2 separate regions of the Mus musculus genome follow, and region 2 is linked to region 1. Evidence: chromatin contacts called from public HiChIP or PLAC-seq data. All regions are on one chromosome and are shown on one strand. The core of a region is the stretch at or near the end of the contact, and the rest is flanking DNA. Distances in the headings are between cores, read along the strand shown. Region 1 has its middle 62 kb from the start of Tex15. Region 2 holds the start of Ubxn8 (UBX domain protein 8).

Region 1 (3,825 bases), core at 568-3,067:
TTGTAAAGCAATTAATCAAAGGTCATAAAAAGGGGACTAATGATTTATTATAGATGCTAGGACAGAAGATAAAATATTGACTTGGTTTATCTATACAAAACTTCACTTATAACTTAGTTATGGTTTTAAGCCTTCGGTGAACCCGTGGAGCTGAGATAGGTAATGGATGTTTAGCCAGATAATTACTCATAGTGGATATGCATGTAGACATTCGCTGTTGTAAACTTCTATTTCAGTCTATGATTTGATTTTGTGTGTGAACTTTTGATGGACTTTTAAACATGTGATCATGTATTCTAGAAGATGTTTAAGATCTGAGGACAAAGAGAAGAGAGAACTGGGGAATTGAGGTTGAGAGGAACAGAGGTGAGAAGAACTGAGCTGAGGGAGGAACTGAGTTGAGGAGAAGTTTTTAGACAGAACACATTTTAGATTAGGAGAATGCAGAGTGGAATAACTTAGAAACTATAGGTAACATAAAATACTAAAAGAACAATGTGGAGAATGCAGAGGGAAAGAGGAAATAAGAAGACGCTGCAGAGAGCAGAAGGAGCAGGCAGGCTTCTCCTTACCATGGAACAGAACAGGTCCCATGGTAAGGACAAGGCAGGCTTAGTCTTATTAAAAGAAGCTGTCTTAGTTAGGGTTTTACTGCTGTGAACAGACACCATGACCAAGGCAAGTCTTATAAAAAACAACATTTCATTGGGGCTGGCTTACAGGTTCAGAGGTTCAGTCCATTATCATCAAGGTGGGAGCATGGCAGTATCCAGGCAGGCATGGCGCAGGCAGAGCTGAGAGTTCTATGTCTTCATCCAAAGACTGCTAGTGGAAGACTGACTTTCAGGCAACTAGGGTGAGGATCTTATACCCACATCCACAGTGACACACCCATTCCAACCAGGTCACACCTATTCCAACAAGGCCACACCTTCAGATGGTGCCACTCCCTGGTCCAAGGATATACAAACCATCACAGAAGCCAAGCTTTTTTCTTACAAACATGGGTTTAATTCATTTAGCAGTAAACGGGTAGGAGCCTTTTCTTTCTCTATGTAATAAAGATTGGAGTGCATTTTTCATCCAGAATGAGTGAGTTCTTTCTGCAGCTGTGCTTGGTCTTTTGCTCCATACGCATATGTCAGTATGGATGTGTGTGTAAGTACATAATTGTGAGAATGTTCGCAAGTGTGTGTGGGTAAGTATGTAATTGTGAGAATGCATGCAAGCTGGGCCCAACTGGGTTTTGAATGGAAATGTATAAATGAAAATGTATGAATGAATAAATGAGCATGCATGAGTCTGTTTATGAATTTATGTGAGATTATGCATATTCGCTTATGTAAAAGTTTTTCCTTCTTCTCCTGGTTCAATAGTTTATTGCTCCAAACTTCCCCCTAGCCCAGCGAGCAAGAGGCATCTGGACAATAGGGAAAAGTCTCCAGCAGTTAATCCTTTACTTAATCTCCTGCTGGTTTAGGATGAGGTGCTAAGTGCCAGAAACTGCAGCTTCAAGCCTCAGAGAATCACAGAAGGCAAATCAGCTACAATAATATAATAACTTAGATAAGTAAACTTTTTATTATACAGCAACCCTAAATTTCTGGTAAGACAAAGTCTGACTCCCAAATCTCGTAAGACAAAGAAAGGCTTACCCTCCGTCTACTCTCTTCCCCCTCAGCTGCCTCAACAAGAACGGACAAGAAAGAAGAAACCCCGTTCCGGGCTGGCCCCTGGCAGTTTTCTAAACTTGAGCTCCTGGGACTGCGGTAACTCAGAGTGCCCGTGGCTGCTTCTAGAACTGGCTCTGAGCAGCCTCACCAGTCTGGCGGTTTGCCTGGTGTGCTCACTCTCCAGGGATGGATGGTTCCAGAGCGAGGTCCTGCCAACACATCCCATCGGGGAACACAGCTCACGGAGAAATGTTAACTGTGATGACTTTAAACGGATAGAGATTTTCCTCTTACGGCTCTCAGAAGCTTGCCCGTCCCCCACCCCCACCGCACCCCCTCCCCCCCCCCCCGTATCCGGATTTTCACTTCAAAAGGGTTTGAGGAGATTGCAGGCATTTTCAAGCCACAGCAAAGTCAACACTACACCCTTTCCCTAGTGGATGAGAGGACTGTTTGACTTCCAATTAATTACACGTCTCTCTCAATGGCTCTTCTCCATCACTTGCCACAGGGAAAAGACACCAGAAGATTCAAACTGGCAGCTTTCTTGCCGATAAACAAACAGCCACTCTGTTGAGGATATTATCCATTTGGATTTAATCCAACAGTGTTTAGGGAACAGCACTTCCTACGCACCTGTAAACTGTCTTGACCTTACAGTTAATTGGATCAAAACTCTGAAGGCTATGATTTATGAAGGTTATAACATAGCAAATATCTTTGAACTTCCAACGAACTACAGTTGTTGAGCTTTTTCTAAAAAAATAAAATAAAATAAAACTACCTTTTGTTTTTTAAAATATTTTACTTAGGTACAAGTGTGGAGAAATGGGTTTTAGTGTACATGTTTAAGAAACTACTTTATCGCCCGGCATGGTGGCGCACGTCTTTAATCCCAGCACTCGGGAGGCAGAGGCAGGTGGATTTCTGAGTTCGAGGCCAGCCTGGTCTACAAAGTGAGTTCCAGGACAGCCAGGGCTATACAGAGAAACCCTGTCTCGGGAAAAAAAAAAAAAAAAGAAAGAAAGAAAGAAAGAAACTACTTTATCTGTGCCTCAGACTTTTCCAGAGAGAGAGAGAGAGAGAGAGAGAGAGAGAGAGAGAGAGAGAGAGAGAGAGAGAGAAAGAAGAGAAGAGAAGAGAAGAGAAGAGAAGAGAAGAGAAGAGAAGAGAAGAGAAGAGAAGAGAAGCTACTCATACTTAGAGAAAGGAATCAGAGTTAACTTTAGAAATTATTTTTAAGGTACCATAATTAAAGTAAAAATAGAATTTCATAATAGAGCACGATTTCCCCCATTAAGATTAAAGATATAAGGCTTGAAGGGGATTCAGTCAGTAAGAGCTTGCTGTGCAAACATGAGGAACTGAATGTGCCTCCCCAGGCATGGTGGCACATATCTTTGACCCTGGGGGTTGGTGGGGAAACAAACAGCTCTCTGGATTTTTCTGACCTAATTTTAATAAATCAGCAAGCTCGAGGCTCAGGATTCAAGGTGGTGAGTGATAAAAACAACCTCTGACCTCAGGATGCACACACGCACATGAGCACTGCACACACATGTGCACACACCCATACATTACTGCAAGCTTTGATTTTTTTTTTTTTTTAATTAAAACATGCTTTTAACAAGGGCTCTCTGAGCTGGAGCGATGACTCAGCGGTTAAGGGCACCGACTGCTCTTCCAGAGGTCCTGAGTTCAATTCCCAGCAACCACATGGTGGCTCACAACCATCTGTAATGGGATCTGATGCCCTCTCCTGGTGTGTCTGAAGACAGCTACAGTGTACTCATATACATAAAATAAAATAAATCTAAACAAGGGTTCTCAAAGGTATCAAACCCCCTTGTAGCTCACTGTCCAAAGGTAAGGGAGAAAAGATGGCAAACATGACAAGGGGGTGTGTGTCTGTCCCTTGGGTCAACTGGCTCTGGCTAACTCAGTTCTCTCAATAATAGCAATGGGAAAAAAAATACTAACACAAATAATAAATACAAAGATGTTCATTGATGTTCTTGTAAAGCAGATGTGTCAAAATATTAACAATTAGTAAGTCCGGGTAAAAGCAACGTAAATTAGTAGTACTGTGGAGACTTTCTCAGTTTTTGAAAACACCTTTCAAGACAGAAATTTCAAAACAGTAAAATGGCGA
Region 2 (3,825 bases), core at 575-3,074, 130 kb after region 1:
AGGCAGGCGAATTTCTGAGTTTGACGCCAACCTGGTCTACAAAGTGAGTTCCAGGACAGTCAGGGCTACACAGAGAAACCCTGTCTCGATAAAACAACAAAAAAAAAAGAGAGAGAGAGAAAAAAAACTATGGGTTACTATAGGACCTGAAAACATGAGGCAGGAGGTTTGCTTCAAGACACAGGCTAACCTAAGCTAATTGAAGACTCAAAAGACACACATAATAATAAAAACCATGCAGGGTAGTGATGATGCACACCTTCAATCCCAGCACTGGGGAGGCAGAGGCAGGTGAATCTCTATGAGCTCAAGACCAGCCTGCTCTATAAAGTGATTCCAGGGCACCACGGGCTGTTACACAGAAAAACTCTAGAAAAAGAAAAGAAAAGAAAAGAAAAGAAAAGAAAAGAAAAGAAAAGAAAAGAAAAGAAAAGAAAAGAAAAGAAAAGAAAAGAAAAGAAAAGAAAAGAAAAGAAAAGAAAAGAAAGAAAGAAAGAAAGAAAGAAAGAAAAAGAAAGGAAAGAGCTGGAGAGATGGCTAAGCAGTTAAGAGCACTGACTGCTCTTCCAAAGGTCCTAAGTTCAATTCCCAGCAACCACATGGTGGCCCACAACCATTCATAATGAGATCTAACGCCCTCTTCTGGTGTGTCTGAAGACAGCTACTGTGTGTACTTACATATAATAAATAAATCTTAAAAAAAAATCAAAACCACCTCCAATTAGTCACTGATCGTCCTCAATAAATCACAGTGCTCTCAAATGTAAAGATTTTAACAGTACTGTAAACTCAAGTATCCCCTTACTTTTATGTTCTACAGAAGGTGATTAACTGATAAGAACTTTTTAGACTATGGAATGGTTCAAATGTTGCAGGTCCAGAGCCTAACCATGGATTATTATGGGCTTTAATTAGCCCACTTAATAGTCACTCATTGTTCACCTATATGCCTGACCTAACTATGCCTATCACATGGAACCTACACAATATATTAACTTAGCCCACAACCTTCTACCAATCCAAAAGTTTATTTTGTGAGCACCTGAGCCCTCTGCGAGAGGTTTTCCTACACGTTGCTGTAACTCATCTCCCTGATGGACCTACATATATTTAAGGTGTTTTGTGACATTTTTTTGGCTGTTACAATAAAAACTTTTGGAACCGTGGAACCGAGAATTTGAAGTAACCCAAATCCGTATTCTCAGAACACCACGGACATTTAGATTCGATTCCAAAATAAACTCTGACCTGCTCTGGGGCAGAGCGCTGTTTTTTAGGCTAACAGTACCTACAAGTCGTTGTGGCAGTAGTGGAGAGTGAGATTGCAAACAGGGTCTGACTTAGAATAAGATTCTCAGAAATGGTACTTGGGGACTCCCTTTCATCCATTCCTTGATCATGACACAAAGGCTTTCACCTGAAACATGGCTCAGCTATCAGCTTATTTACTTCCGGCTCTCATTACTCTTAGAGGCGAAACAGTTCCTATCTGTCCCTGCGCTTCTCACTCGGGTCCCTTTCCAAGCCGACCCTGGCCAGAGATCAAGAGAACTTTTTCCCGCGGAAATGGAGGCGGTTCCGGAAGAGGGGCGGGCGCGATGGATTCTGGGGATTGTAGTCAAAAGCGCGCGGAGGTCCGCGCCGCTCAGGTGACAACACTCCAGCTGGGAGCACCGAGAGGAGAAAGGCAACACTTACCGAGACTCGGGATCCCGCGCCGGAGCTCCAGACACAAGAGAGGGAGAGCAGAGAGCAAGAAAAGGCCCACGACGCCACGAGAAGCCATGGCGCGGAGGGCTCGCTGGGCGCAGTGCCCGCCCCTTCCGGCCGTGCCTTCCGCGAGCTCGCCCCGGAGGCCTCGGGCTGGGAGGAATGGAGGGAGGATGCTGTGCCCTGAGGCTGGGGCGCGGGCCCGGATGCGATTGCTCAGACGGCGCGGGTCATCTCCTTCGGCTGGGACGGTCCCTGTCCTGTGGATCTGAGGCTGGTCACGATGACAGTGGCTTATCAGACTGTGCAGGTCTAAAAGATGGTGCTCAGAAGACTGAAATGACTTAAAAGGGGCGGTTGACGCTGCGAGGCCCGGTGGCCTTGTGTCCCTTGGGGGTAACAGGGCGTTTGGTTCTTAGCTAACTAGTTACTAAGCATCTTCTCTTCCTAACAGGTCCTGCGGGAAGCTTAAAAGTGGGGTCTGCTCCCTAGTGCCTGTTCCTGCCCCACACCCGCGTGGAGAGTTCCCTAGACCTGCCCCCCACTCACTGTTCTCCCTGTCAATGCCTACACGTGTTACAGTTATGACTTAACGTTGGCCTCACAGTGACTTCCCTGCCACTCCATGACTCAGCTCTGGTAACTTAGAGTTCAGGAATGGAGGGCCTTCCCACTGACAAGATTCCCAACTTGGCAAGTCCTCAACCATCAATACCCCCAGTCGCTCTTCAGTTTAGCTTAAGTTCCAAGTATGTGTAAGTTACTGAATTTGTCCTAAACAAACTCAGCCCTGGGATACATGTCCTGTACAGAGACTATCTGATGTCTGGTGCCATGATAGGAATGTCTGTATAGAGTGCTACAGAACCACGTTCTGCAGTGTGGAGAAGAATTTCCTGAGGAGATAGTGACTAAAGTGTGAAGGTTTGGAGTTTGGACTTCGGACACTTTTAACCACAGCACTAGGGAGGCAGTGGCAGATGGATCTCTGAGTTCAAGGCCAGCCTGGTCTACAGAGTGAGTTCCAGGACTGCACAGAGAAACCCTGATTGAAAAAAACAAAAGAAAAAAAAAGTATACAGAGGAGCGTCCAAGACCTTGGAACAGTGAGCCCTAAATGGGTGAATATGAAACCCTCCCCTTAGGGAACCCCAAAGGAGCAGAGGCAGAAAGAGTAAGAGCAAAAGGGATGAAGGGCACGGAGAAAACAAGGCCCTCCAAAGCAAAAAAGATCGATAAATATGTGAACTCAGTGAACTGAGGCAGCATGCACAGAGCCTGTGTGGATCTTCACCGATAAGCTCCTAGAGCCCAAAGAAGTAGACAGCTATCCCCATCCTTAATCCAGCCACTATCTCCAACTGATAACCACTTGAAAAAGTAAATTCTCTCTCCAGGGAAGGCTCACTTGAAAAACATTTGCGATGGTAGACTGAATGGCCAGCAGTGGATGGCCAATACAACCTTAGAGGTTCCTGCTCTTGAAATGTCATGTCAGAGTCCTGCCTTTTTTTTTTTTTTAACCTCCTTTTACCCTAAAGTTCCTTTGTGTATATATTATGGCTTCCAGTTTAGTGTTTTTATGGCATTCCCAAGTGTGCCAACATGAGGCTTTGATTCTTACACTCTCTCTTGGGCTCTTCCCCTTCCGTCTGTTTTCTCTGATTCTGATGTATTAGTTCTATTTTAATTATCCTTTAGAAGCCTGTTTCATATTGACAGGAAAGGTGTGGATCCAGATGGGATGAGAGGTGGGGAGGACTAGGGGGAGGAGAAACTGTAATCAGGATATAATATGTGAGGAGGGGAATTTTATTTTATGTATATGGTGTTATGCCTATATCCCCTAGAACTTGTGAGCCACCAAGTGGGTGCTGAGAATCAAACCTAAGACCTCTGGAAGAGCAGCCAGTGCCCTTAACCACTGAACCATCTCTCCAACCCCCAAAATGTACTTTCTTTCTTTCTTTTTTTTTTAAAGATTGATTTATTTATTATATGTAAGTACACTGTAGCTGTCTTCAGATGCGCCAGAAGAGGGTGTCAGATCTCATTACAGGTGGTTGTGAACCACCATGTGATTGCTGGGATTTGAACTCAGGACCTTTGGAAGAG

The links. HiChIP or PLAC-seq counts read pairs in DNA pulled down with a chosen protein or histone mark.
Region 2: a contact with region 1 is called in an H3K27ac HiChIP or PLAC-seq map of embryonic stem cells, with 8 read pairs. The contact joins the promoter of Ubxn8 here to the enhancer-like site in region 1. A contact is called at or near these places in 7 of 39 promoter capture datasets (cranial neural crest, frontonasal cranial neural crest, hippocampal neurons and 4 more), 7 of 484 Hi-C or Micro-C datasets (CD4 T cells, embryonic stem cells, granulocyte-monocyte progenitors and 3 more), 3 of 115 datasets of contacts at active chromatin or transcription factors (embryonic stem cells and memory CD8 T cells) and 4 of 9 other capture datasets (adipose tissue, embryonic stem cells, liver and 1 more).

What each region holds. Positions count from the first base shown.
Region 1 is chr8:33,506,769-33,510,593 of GRCm38.p6, forward strand. No RefSeq gene overlaps it. Among named protein-coding and RNA genes, the nearest start is that of Tex15, 62 kb to the right of the region's middle. Within about 2 kb of position 1,818, at least 65 of the 459 cell types and tissues checked have an H3K27ac peak or open chromatin away from gene starts, as enhancers often do. A contact at or near this core is called in memory CD8 T cells, where this site is marked.
Region 2 is chr8:33,640,152-33,643,976 of GRCm38.p6, forward strand. Ubxn8 (UBX domain protein 8) reads right to left here and starts at 1,825. Exons shown (of 8, transcript NM_178648.2): 1 at 1,699-1,825. The coding sequence starts at 1,786.